2 separate regions of the Neogale vison genome follow, and region 2 is linked to region 1. A link is a contact called in public Hi-C data. All regions are on one chromosome and are shown on one strand. The core of a region is the stretch at or near the end of the contact, and the rest is flanking DNA. Distances in the headings are between cores, read along the strand shown. Region 1 overlaps MAPK14 (mitogen-activated protein kinase 14). Region 2 holds the start of MAPK14 (mitogen-activated protein kinase 14).

What was found. Hi-C and Micro-C count contacts between places; a contact is called where the count stands out from the background.
Region 2: a Hi-C map of fibroblasts shows a contact between it and region 1, with 4 times the contacts expected there. The contact joins the promoter of MAPK14 here to the enhancer-like site in region 1. A contact is called at or near these places in 2 of 3 Hi-C or Micro-C datasets (fibroblasts and muscle).

The regions. Positions count from the first base shown.
Region 1 is chr1:116,762,864-116,768,334 of ASM_NN_V1, reverse strand. The region is part of intron 8 of MAPK14 (mitogen-activated protein kinase 14); the gene reads left to right. Among named protein-coding and RNA genes, the nearest start is that of MAPK13, 31 kb to the right of the region's middle. Within about 2 kb of position 3,149, the one cell type or tissue checked has open chromatin away from gene starts, as enhancers often do. A contact at or near this core is called in fibroblasts, where this site is marked.
Region 2 is chr1:116,828,631-116,834,101 of ASM_NN_V1, reverse strand. It overlaps MAPK14 (mitogen-activated protein kinase 14), which reads left to right and starts at 2,770. Exons shown (of 12, transcript XM_044254815.1): 1 at 2,770-3,154. The coding sequence starts at 3,039. It overlaps SLC26A8 (testis anion transporter 1), which reads right to left and starts at 861. Exons shown (of 20, transcript XM_044244457.1): 1 at 856-861; 2 at 1-78. The coding sequence starts at 861.

The DNA of each region.
Region 1 (5,471 bases), core at 1,900-4,399:
CATTTGCAGATGACGAAATTCTCCACTATTCTTAATTTAGAAATAATTTGTGTGAGTGGACTTGTTTCTAATTTATCCTTGTTTTCTATAGAGCTCAAGTTACTTGTGTCTAGGATGTGGTTGGACAAACCTTTTCTTAAAAGAGCCAGATAGTAAATCTTTTAGGGTTTGGGGACCCCGGATTCCTGTTGTAACTGCAGTTACAGTTCTGCTGTGTAGGGTGAAAGCCGCGCGTGAATGAATGGGCATGGCTGTGTTCCAATGAAAGATTATTTTCAAAACAGGCAGCAGGCTGGGGTTTGCTGACTCCTGTCTAGAATTTTCTTCCATTTCAGTCAGTTTTATCTGGGGGGAAAAAGAGAACAGGGCAAGGTGCCAGTGGTATTGCATAAGTAATTCCTGTAACTTAAGCAACTATGGTTTGCGGAGGCCATTATTTTTAAGTTACACCATATTACCTTTATATGTGTAATCATAAGCAGAAATCTTCTCTTCCATCCTCCCGTCCATCCTGCTCCACCTTCTCCTCAAGTCTTTTGAGTGCCCACCATGTAGCAGATGGCCAGCAAAGCGCTGGGGATAGATAGGTGGCCCCTGCCCTCGGGAGCTACAGAGGTAACAGAAAGCAAACAAAGTAACTCTAGATTGTGAGAAGCACTTTGATGTTGGAAAGCATTGTGTTGTGGTAGAGAATACCGGGAAGAGGGGGCTTCCGTATTTAGAGTGTTGGGGGAGGCCTGTCTGAAGAAGTGAAGTTTAAGCTGAGACCTGAAGTTGAGAAGGACCTGAGAGGTGAAGAAGCTTGACAGGATTGCTGACAGGATTTGTGACGGGCATCAGAAGACAGCCCTTCTCCCTTCCTTTTCCTCTGAATGTCGGTATTGACATGGAGATAAACTACTCTCATTTTCACAGGGAATATGAAAAGCTATTTTATATGACTTTTCCCCTCCCCTTTAACTTCCTTTTTAGGCAAGGCTAAAGGCAGTAAGAACAAATGCAAAGTTTTTGGCCTCTGGTTAATACATGCACATACACTGTGAGTGTGCATGGAAGAGTTGGCCACCAGAATAAAGGTTTGGACACTGTAGCCTGTTGCTCAGAGCCTGGGGGTTGTGTGAGTTTTGTCACTGCACTTAGTGAGGTGGAAACCTCTGGAGTCCTGCTTCATCATGGCGCTTTCAGAACACGTGCCCGTGCGGCGGGCGAGTGGCGCCCTCTGGTGGGCGACCGTCGCTCACCGCACTTCTCTGCCCCGGGAAGCCGTGTAGAGAGAGAGTTTTTCTAGAGGGCTCGCTCAAGCGGTTAGGCTCTGGGATAGTCAAGGCTCCTGTCATATTAGGAGCTCCTTAGCTTAAGCCGTCAGGGAGTATACACAGGTGGCCCTGGATGGCCCTCGCTCCAGTGCTCTGCTGCTTTTTTCTTGTCTGTAGCACTCTGCTTACCCGTGCTCTTCGCTTAACTGGCCACTTACTAATGCTTTGGTGGAAGGTGAGGAGGTCGGTGTGGGCTGAGTGAAGCTTTTGTGTTTGCACCCGCTGTCTTCGGCAGCTAAGTACCCAGCTAAAGTCACTTCGCTTTACTGACCAGTGACGTTGACAGATCCACAAAATGAATATATATTGGATATGTGTGTGGCGCCGTTCTGAGTCTTTGTACAGGAGGAGCGTGTTCCACTTGGAATGACCGTCCCGCAGAAGCCTTGATCTAGACGAATTCACCATTTTGGCCTGGTTTGGGGTTTTTACTTTTTGTTATTGGGGTATTTTGTTTGTTTTGTTTTGTTTGTTGTCATTTGTTTTTTATTTTTATTTTGTCCCAACATTTTCCTTTATAGTCCACCATTAGATATTGATCAGTTGAAGCTCATTTTAAGACTCGTTGGAACCCCAGGGGCTGATCTTTTGAAGAAAATCTCCTCAGAGTCTGTGAGTTGATGCTTTGATTGTAATTATCTGCCCTGTTGGGAGCCTCTGCCACTTGCCTTCCATCAATCTGTACTTTGCCCCGGGTATGTTTGTAAGCATGTGTGCCCTTTTGTGCTGACTTCCTGGATGAGGGGTGTGTGTGTGTGTGTGTATGTACACGTGCACTCGTCTGCCCCCATGCATGAGTGTGTTTTGTTCTCTATTGGAGTATGTACTTAGATCATGAGAGCTTGTATTGGGCAGTAGTATCCCAGTAAATGATTTGTGATTCTAACTCATTCCAAGAGATTAAAGGAAAATATGCCTCTGTTATCAAGCCCTGACATCATCTTTCTCAGAAGTTTCACATATACTTGAGTTCTTTTTAGTTTTCGGTTAGCGTGTGTTCTCAGAGCATGAACTTTACCACGTATTAGTCTAGCTTCACTACAGGAATGAAGTGTGCATTGTGTCCACGCTACTGCCCTTTTCCAGAAGTTACTGCTTTTTACTGTTTTAGAATAGACAGTGCACAACATCTTGTAAAAGTTGTCTATTCCCAGCAGGGGCATTTTTCCACCCTATCTCCAGACCAGTCCTGATACCTCACATCCATTGGAGTAGACTTGTAGTAAATCCTTCCTCCCACAGCCTGCCTTTGTCATTACACGTTGAATAACCTGAGAAAAAGGTTTGGAGCTAATGCCTTCCTTGCTCTAAGCAGGGATCTAGAGAGAAGCCATGGGAATGTGACTCTGGCTTACTTTGGCTCCAATTTCCTGCTGTTGGTCATTTTCTGGAGCCAGAGACAAGAGAGAAATCATGAAAGCTCAGCCTTTCTCCCTTTTCCCCTCTGTCTGCTGCCAGGCAGTTGACGAAAAGGGGAAAAGAGCTGTGGAGCCGAGCTCCAGTTGTGCCTTCCTGAATTCTCCTCTCACCATTCTGACTGAAGGGGTCCCTTTGCCCAGTTGGAAGGACTCCTGGGTAGCTTGAGGCAGGCTTGAGCAGGTGAGTTTGAATGGTTCATGATCTCCCTTATAACATAAAGAACATCTCCCTTATTAACATAAAGAATATTGTCATCTGGTATGTTTCTGGTACATTAAAAGACCATGCATTAAAAGACCACAAAGTCCAGTGTATTTATGAATTTGCACTTGGAGGGATATAAGAGACTGTGCTGGCTCTATTATTTTGTTTCATTTATTTATTTAAGATGAAGAAGGAAAAGTACAGAAAAGCTGTGACTTGCCTGAGTCATGCACTGAGTCATTTGGCAGAGACAGCTGAGCATCTCAGATGTTCTGATAACATGATCTCTAAACTTTAATCTCATGCGATTGCACACTATTTTGAAAGTCATTGTTGGAGTTACCACTGTGTCAACCCAAAGCAGTGTTTTCTTTTGCTTTATGAAATGCAGAAGCTGGGTAGAGTGAATCAAAGAAGATAAGGAATGCTCCTTAGAGAAGATGGTACTTTCTTGTTTTAAATGCATGTGCTGATGAGAAAGACTGGTAATACAGAAGACATGGAGGCAAGGCGGTGGGGGTGAGAGGAGATTCAGTTTATTTACCAATCATACGAATGCGACTAAGACAGTAAATTCACTCCCTGTCTGGGAATGGCCACTAGCAGCTCCTTCTCAGTCCCCTCTCCCACACCCAACCACTGGCCCTGTAGATATGTGCTATTAGTCACAAGAAGTTCTAAGAGGAAAAGCATGGATAATATGGTATTTACCTATTATTAATCCATCATTTATTTTTAAGAAAGAAACAACATCAGGTGCCCAACCTAATGAGATACCGTTCTCTTATGTGATAAGGGCACATCATACATTTAAATAGCTCTAGAGTTGGGCATAATAAAATGGGCTGTCAGAATATAGAATGTACTCCAACAATGAATATAGGAATAAGAAAGGTTTTTTGTTTTTGTTTTTTGGTGTTTTTTTTTTTCCCTACATGGTTATGGCAAGTGGATAAAAGGGGTTTAAATGGTAGACAAGATTAGTTTGGTGGTAGTAATACTGCCCAAGTAGCAGTTTATCTTAAAAACACATGGTGTGTGTGGGACACACGGTGTGTAAATAACAAAGCCAGGTGAGTAAAATTGTTTAAGGATTTAAAAAAAAAAAATTCATTAGTGAAGGAATGGAATAAAAGCAAGCCAATTGCTATTTTCATTACTCCTGAAAAGTAGTGATGCCATCATTCTTTTTCTTTTCAAATTTCTATTTAAATTCTAGCTAGTTAACATACAGATGCCATCATTTATCTAGAAATCCAATCAATAAACAGTAGGACATTGTAAGAAAATGCAATAATGGATGCACTGATTGAGAACAAATTGGGATATGCTATGAGAAAGGGGATAAATAGGTTGTGGCCACTAAAGAGAGGCCTGTTTCCGTTAGTGACCCAGAACCTATAGTAATCAATGAGAGAACAACAACAACAACAACAAAATCATATTAAGCAAGCAAAAGCCCTTTCACTGACTCCCATTTTTCTCTAGAAATATATTTTTCCTAGCTTCCTAATAGGAAGGGGATATAATAACCTATTTGACTAATGGAGACAAAAATAGAAAAATGCACCAGCCAAATGTTATTCCTAGGAGAGAGGAGAGAGGTGGCTGGATTCTAAAATTTTAAAACCCAACTGGTATTCTGCTATTGCTGGTTTACTTAGTGAGCCCCTTTTGTTGTATTGGCATTTAAAGTACTATTTTTTATGTAATTTGTTTCGAGGTAAATCTAAACTTTGTTGAGGGAATGTTAAAAGGGCTTCATGCCACCTTTTGAATTTGCTCCCTCTGTCTTTGGGCATCAGGACTGGGAAAGGCAGGATGGAGCTCAGGGTCCTAGCTCTGTCCTGCTGGCCAGCCAGCCAGGTATATTTGTAGTCCTCTGACCATGAGAGAATTTGAGGTCAAGAGAATGAGTTAACATGAAAAATTACTGAAGGAAGCCTCAAAGAAGTGTGATTGCCTGACCAGGGTGCTCCTTGAAGTTGCTGCTACAACCGGAGGAAGGAATTAATAGTTTAAGAAGAAAGGGAATATAGAAAGATTTTAATTGAATTGCATTGATTTTTAAAAATCCCATCAGTGTTCCTTTAATAGGAACTTATGATAAACCAACAGTTCATATAACATTTTGGGGGAGGGGGAATTGCGTTCAAGTTGGTGGGGCAGCAAGAAGAGAGAAGTGTGGAATACCGTTACCTTACGTGCCTGTACATAGCAGTTTCCTCCTGGTCAGATCACTGCAGAGCGTTTTGCAGACTTCCTCTCAGCTGTGTAAGTGAAATCAGCCTGGTCACCTGTTAGAGACTTGTGGAGGAAATCACTTTGGCGTGTTATGCTACCATCAGCAGCCTGTTTTGTCTTTGCCATTAGCTTCTGACTTTGCCCCGTGTCTCCTCTTTCTTCATCACCACTGTGTGTTTGTGGCATGTTTTATAAATGTACCACTACTAATGTCCTTGAAACTTGGCTTTGCTTATCAGCTCCCACAGGCACCCATGTCTTACATTTGAGGGGTGGTGCCTGGGAGAG
Region 2 (5,471 bases), core at 1,521-4,020, 66 kb before region 1:
GGCTGGGGAAGCCCCTTCACCTGTGCCATCCAGGCCTCCACTTGCTTTGGGGTTTGACTGCTCTTGTCTGGGGGGCTTCTAGATACCAGGCCTTGTGCCCTGCACTTCACTTACAGTCATTCACTTAAGTCACCCTACGACGTCGTCAGGTCAGAAGACGAAGGAGGAAACTGGAGGCTAGAAGGTCATTCGGGTTTCCAACCTTAGCTCTCTGCCCACAAGCTTGACTCCTCCCACTGAAGGACGCTCTTCTGCCCAGGTCTCTTGCTGCGCTCCCCTCTAGAGCCCCGCCCTTTAACCTTCTGAAGTTGATTCAGCTCCTGTCACTGTCTCTAACTATGCCCTGTAGTCCTGCTTGGCCCAGAGCGGTTTTACACCTGCTCGATTACTGTATTAGTGTCTAACGTGTTCACTTTACTTAGTCCTTACTTTTTGTAGATTGTCACCCCCATAAGGCAGGGATTTTTATTTCTAACTGCTGTATTAGTGCATAAACAATGTGCATATAATAATAGGTCAATAAATTGTAAATCTCATGTAAGCAGCAACTGCCTCTGTTTTTGAATCGACTTGAATTAGAAGTGCCTGGCACCCAGTAGGTATTCAGTACATAATTGTTGAATGAGTGACTGAATGTACTGCTTACTTCATCTTTGCCCTTTCAGTCACTCACCTCACTATCCCAATTTTTTGGAGAATTTTATGAATTCCTTAGGATTCCTGCTGCCGAGTTTCCTCCCTTCTATCAATGCACTCATTACCTTGATCCCCCACTCCTACCTGCTATATCACAGTTATATTTCTTGCTCTTACTTCCTCCTTCAACCTTCATTACTTCTTGGAAAGCTCTCTAACCCGCATTTTGGAACATTTTCAAGCCGGGTGTCTTCATAGGCAAGAGAATCCAGGCTAAGCCACACTGAATCCCCCAAAGAAAAGCTTTCCATGAATCATCCATGATTCTGGTTTTTGTTTTTCCTCAAGGAGAACTGAGGATCCTGCACTACCTCCTAAACTGAGATCATGGTCATTATTCATAATTAGTCCAATAAATATTTATGGTGTACCAGTTGTGTTCCAGGCACTGTGCAAGATGCTGGGACAAGATAGGCAAAATCAGAGCACTCCAAGGGATGCGTAACACCAAAGAGAATAATCATGGTAAGTGCTGAAAAGTGTCCTGGCTTGAACCCAGTTCTTTCTTTCTTTTTTTTTCTAAGATTTTTAAAATATATTTGAGAGAGAGAAAGTGAGAGCATGAGCGAGGAGAAGGTCAGAGGGAGAAGCAGACTCCCCATGGAGCTGGGAGCCCAATGCCGGACTCGATCCCGGTACTCCAGGATCATGACCTGAGCTGAAGGCAAGTCGTCCAACCAACTGAGCCACCCAGGCGCCCTTAACCCAGTTATTTCTAAGAGAGATTGTGACAAGCTTAAAAGTGGGGGTAGGTATGGGGTTATAATATCTTGCCCAATCACACTTATTTTGTTCAGCTTTATAAATGACCCTATTAAGTGGGAATGTAAGGCAGGAATTATTTTTGCAGGAATTATTTTTCCCAGAACTAGAACGAAGGTCTAAGAAAGGTCAATCGACTTGCCTGATGTGACACTGCCAAAAGACCACTCTCTGCCTTGCTCTCCTTTTTTTTTTTTTTTTTTTTTAAGATTTTATTTGACAGATAGAGATCACAAGTAGGCAGAGAGGCAGGCAGAGAGAAGGTGGGGGGAGCAGGCTCCCTGTCGAGCAGGGAGCCCGATGTAGGGCTCGATCCCAGGACTCTGGGATCATGACCTGAGCCAAAGGCAGAGGCTTTAACCCACTGAGCCACCCGGCTGCTTCTTAATCTGAAAGGCATGAATCAAATGCTTAAAATCGTCTTCACTGGAAGCTTCAGAGCAGAAATCAGTTTCAAACCCTCTGAGTAATGTTTCAAAACCCCTTTCAAAGGGAGATACCGGAGACTTTCCTTAATCAGAACTACCTGGGGCATTTTGTAAAAATGCGCATTCTTGGAGCCTGTCACGGACCTATCCACTTAGACTCCCTGTGGGTCCTGAGACTTGCATTTTTAAACATCTAAAGTGATTCTTCTGCACATAAAAGTTTAAGAACCGCTAGGAGAGTTTGGATGGAAAACCTCAGCCTTAATGCAGAACTAATATTTGCTTTTGGGATAGAGTTCGTCACAATTCCGAAGATTAAGCCGTATGTCCTTGAGCAGATGGAATACAACGGCTTTCTGGCCAGAATCTCCTTTTTTTAATGTAAATATTTCTTGGAAATTGGGTGTTCTGCTTAGCAGATGCTCGGCTGCTGGTGACTACAGGCAGTTCAAAGATCTTTTGGCTCTTTTCCCGACACCCTATTAGTCACTGTCGCTTTCCACAACAGAGTCAGGCACTTACTCCGCCGACCACGGTGGGGCGCACGCGGCATACATTGCCAGCTTATCCCTTCCTTCCCGGGTCCGCCTTCGCGCCCTTAAGTCCGGGAGAGTTCTTGCCTCCGGTGTCCAGCTGTTGCTCTTTTCTCGCGAGAAGTGCTCCTCCCATCCTCTCCCGTCGTCAACCCCCTCCCGTGGGCAGGTTCCATATTGGGTAAAATCTCGGCTCGTGGAGAGTCCCGGGAGCTGATCTCGCGAGAGTACGGCAAGAGGCTCCTGTTCGCTGGCTTTGGAACGGCGACCACTGGAACCTCAGCGGGCGCTGCAGCTGGAGCGGTAGTCCCGCGGTGCAGCCGGGAGTCGGCCTGGTCTGGGAGAGGGTGCAGGGAGAGCGTGGTGGGCGCAGCCTTGGGCTCCGGAGCGTGCCCTTGCCCTTAGCCGGGCTCGCTCCGGTCGCTGAGGCGCGTCCAGCAGCTGCGGCTGACAGGGGCCGCGCGCGCGGGAGTCGGCGGGGTCGCGTCTGCCGCACCTGCGCCGACTGCCAGCTCCAGGTCCCCGCCCGGCCGGGCGGGCGACGAGGGCCTGGGAGCGGGAGCGGGCGCAGGCGGGGCCCCTCAGGGCCACCTCCTAGCCCCGCGGCCGCCGCTGGAAGATGTCTCAGGAGAGGCCCACGTTCTACCGGCAGGAGCTGAACAAGACAATCTGGGAGGTGCCCGAGCGTTACCAGAATCTCTCCCCGGTGGGCTCTGGTGCCTATGGCTCCGTGTGGTGAGTGTCACCGGGCTTGGGTCTGCGGTGGGCTGAGTCGCCCTTAATACCCCAGAGCCAGGCCTGCCCCCATAGCTCAGCGATGCACCAAGCGGCAGGAATTTTCCTTGGGGGAGAGCACCGCTGCCTCTTGGACCCCTGTCCTGCACTCCCTGTACCCCTTGCACCCCTCACTCTGCACCCCCAGGTAGGCGGTCAGCTGTGTGCAGGATGCAGGTCCATGGTGGGTTGTGGTGCTGGAGCTCGGCCCCGGCTCGCACCTTGCGCAAGCCCTTCTTGTGGGGATTGCTGCTTCGGGGGCAGGCACGGGGGCGGGGGCGCCTCTTCGGGGGTCTCCCTGCCAGCATCCAGCAGGAAGATCCTCTCGGGAGGTGCGTCTACTTTGGGCGCCAAAGCCCGCCCTCAAAGCAGACAAGCCCGGGAAGCTGCAGGGAGAAGCAGAAGGGCAAAACTCGACCGGGAGATGCGGTTGTCCGAACAAAACTGACGACGACGAAGGGCGTTCTGTCCGGGTTTTTTTTTTTTTTTTTTTGCAAACCTCTTTCGAAATCTCCTTTTGAGAAGCATTCGTTTTGAATTCGCACTTGGATTAGCAGCGACCCGTAGAACCTAAAATACCGACTTTATCTCGGCCAGCACAGTGCCAGCTTGAGTGGTGTGTTTCCGATTCGGTTGAAAGCGTATTTCCTTTTTGCAGAGTGGGGGTGGGTGGTAGTGCCTGCAAGAACACTGCAGCTTGAGAAGCTGGCGGCCTCACTGATTAGTCACATACCACTGCTCATTTAAGTATTGTTTGGCAAAACAATTTTCCCCTTTGGAGCAAGCGAGATTCAGATCCGTTGGACGCGCTCAAGAGCAAGAAGTTACTAACAATGCTGGGATGTATTGTAAATATTTTTAAATTGCAGTACATCTTGTGAATATTTTTTTTTTTTTTAAAGTCCGTGAGAGAGTTTGCAGGGAACTTATCTGCATTTGTAGCCTGAGGTACACGATGTTTTTTGTAAAGATCTATAGCAAAGGAAGGAGTAGTCTATAGCAAAGGAAGGAAGAGACACGTCTCATCTTTAAATCATACTGGGTGTTTTAAATTAAATTGATACCATAAAATTTCTGGATCTGAAATATTTCACTAATTTAGGTATTACACACTCGATTTTAGATTTACTGTAACTTGAGAGCTGCTGATTTGAGACTAATTCATGTATTCATGTGCATGCATCATTTGAAAAGGGCTTTATAAAATTATTTTTTTGTTTTGGAACAAATTCCAGACTTTTGGATGTGTTAATCTTTATAATTCCTGTGTTTCTTGAAGTCACATCATGAATTTCCTGTTTGGTAGAATCTTCTGGGTAATTGAGATTATGCAATTGTGTCAGGAAACAGATCATGTTGCATCTTCTAGTTCAAGCTGTGTGAGTTAATGTTGCTGATGGCTCCTTGCTTGACATCTCCATTTTTTTAATAATACGGCATTTTAGATTTTAAGGGAATTTGCGACATTTTACTATAGATGTGTATATATGTGTGTGTGATTGATTTGCAAATTTTCAAAGATTTATTTAGATCATTGCTTTTTTGATAGCTTACTTTTTTACCTTTATTTTTCATTCTCCAGTTGACATTAATTTTGGTAGTACCAGGTTTTTGTTTCCAATGATGTTTAAACTTTAATGAAATGATACAGCAGAATAACTCAACTCTGGGGAGTTTAGTGAACTTGAAATGCTTGTAAGGTTTTCCTGCTGTTGGTATGAATAACTCTACACTGGAATTGAAGATTCAGATTTTCAGTGAAGTGTCATTAAAATGACCTTTACATTTCTTTAGTACTGTACTTTTCTGGCTTACAGAAGCCAGCAGTATCTGATACTTGGAAGTAATTTTGCCAAACAGATTTTTAAAAATAGGTCATGTGTTCACATTGTATAAAATTCAAAAGGCATAAAAGGATATTTAATGAAAGGTATCCTTTCCTTCTTGTTCTCCAACCATGCCATTCCTTTCCTCAGAGACAACCACTGTTCAGTTTCTTATGTGTCTTTTTTTTAGTAGTAATTCTGTTAAGGGATTTACATTGTAACCTATGGTATAATGATGGAGGAAAATACGTCTGTTATTATGTGACAGTTGACTGTAAACAAATGTAACTGACTTTGGGTTGGAAATACTGGAATTCAGATTTACAATTAAGTGGTATCTCATTCATTTGAGGTTGTTCTTTCAATTAGTTTTTTGGGTATTGCAGAAAACTGTTTTTTTGTGTCGTTCCCCCCCCCCCCCCGCTTTTAAATTTCTTATAGTATCCATTCTG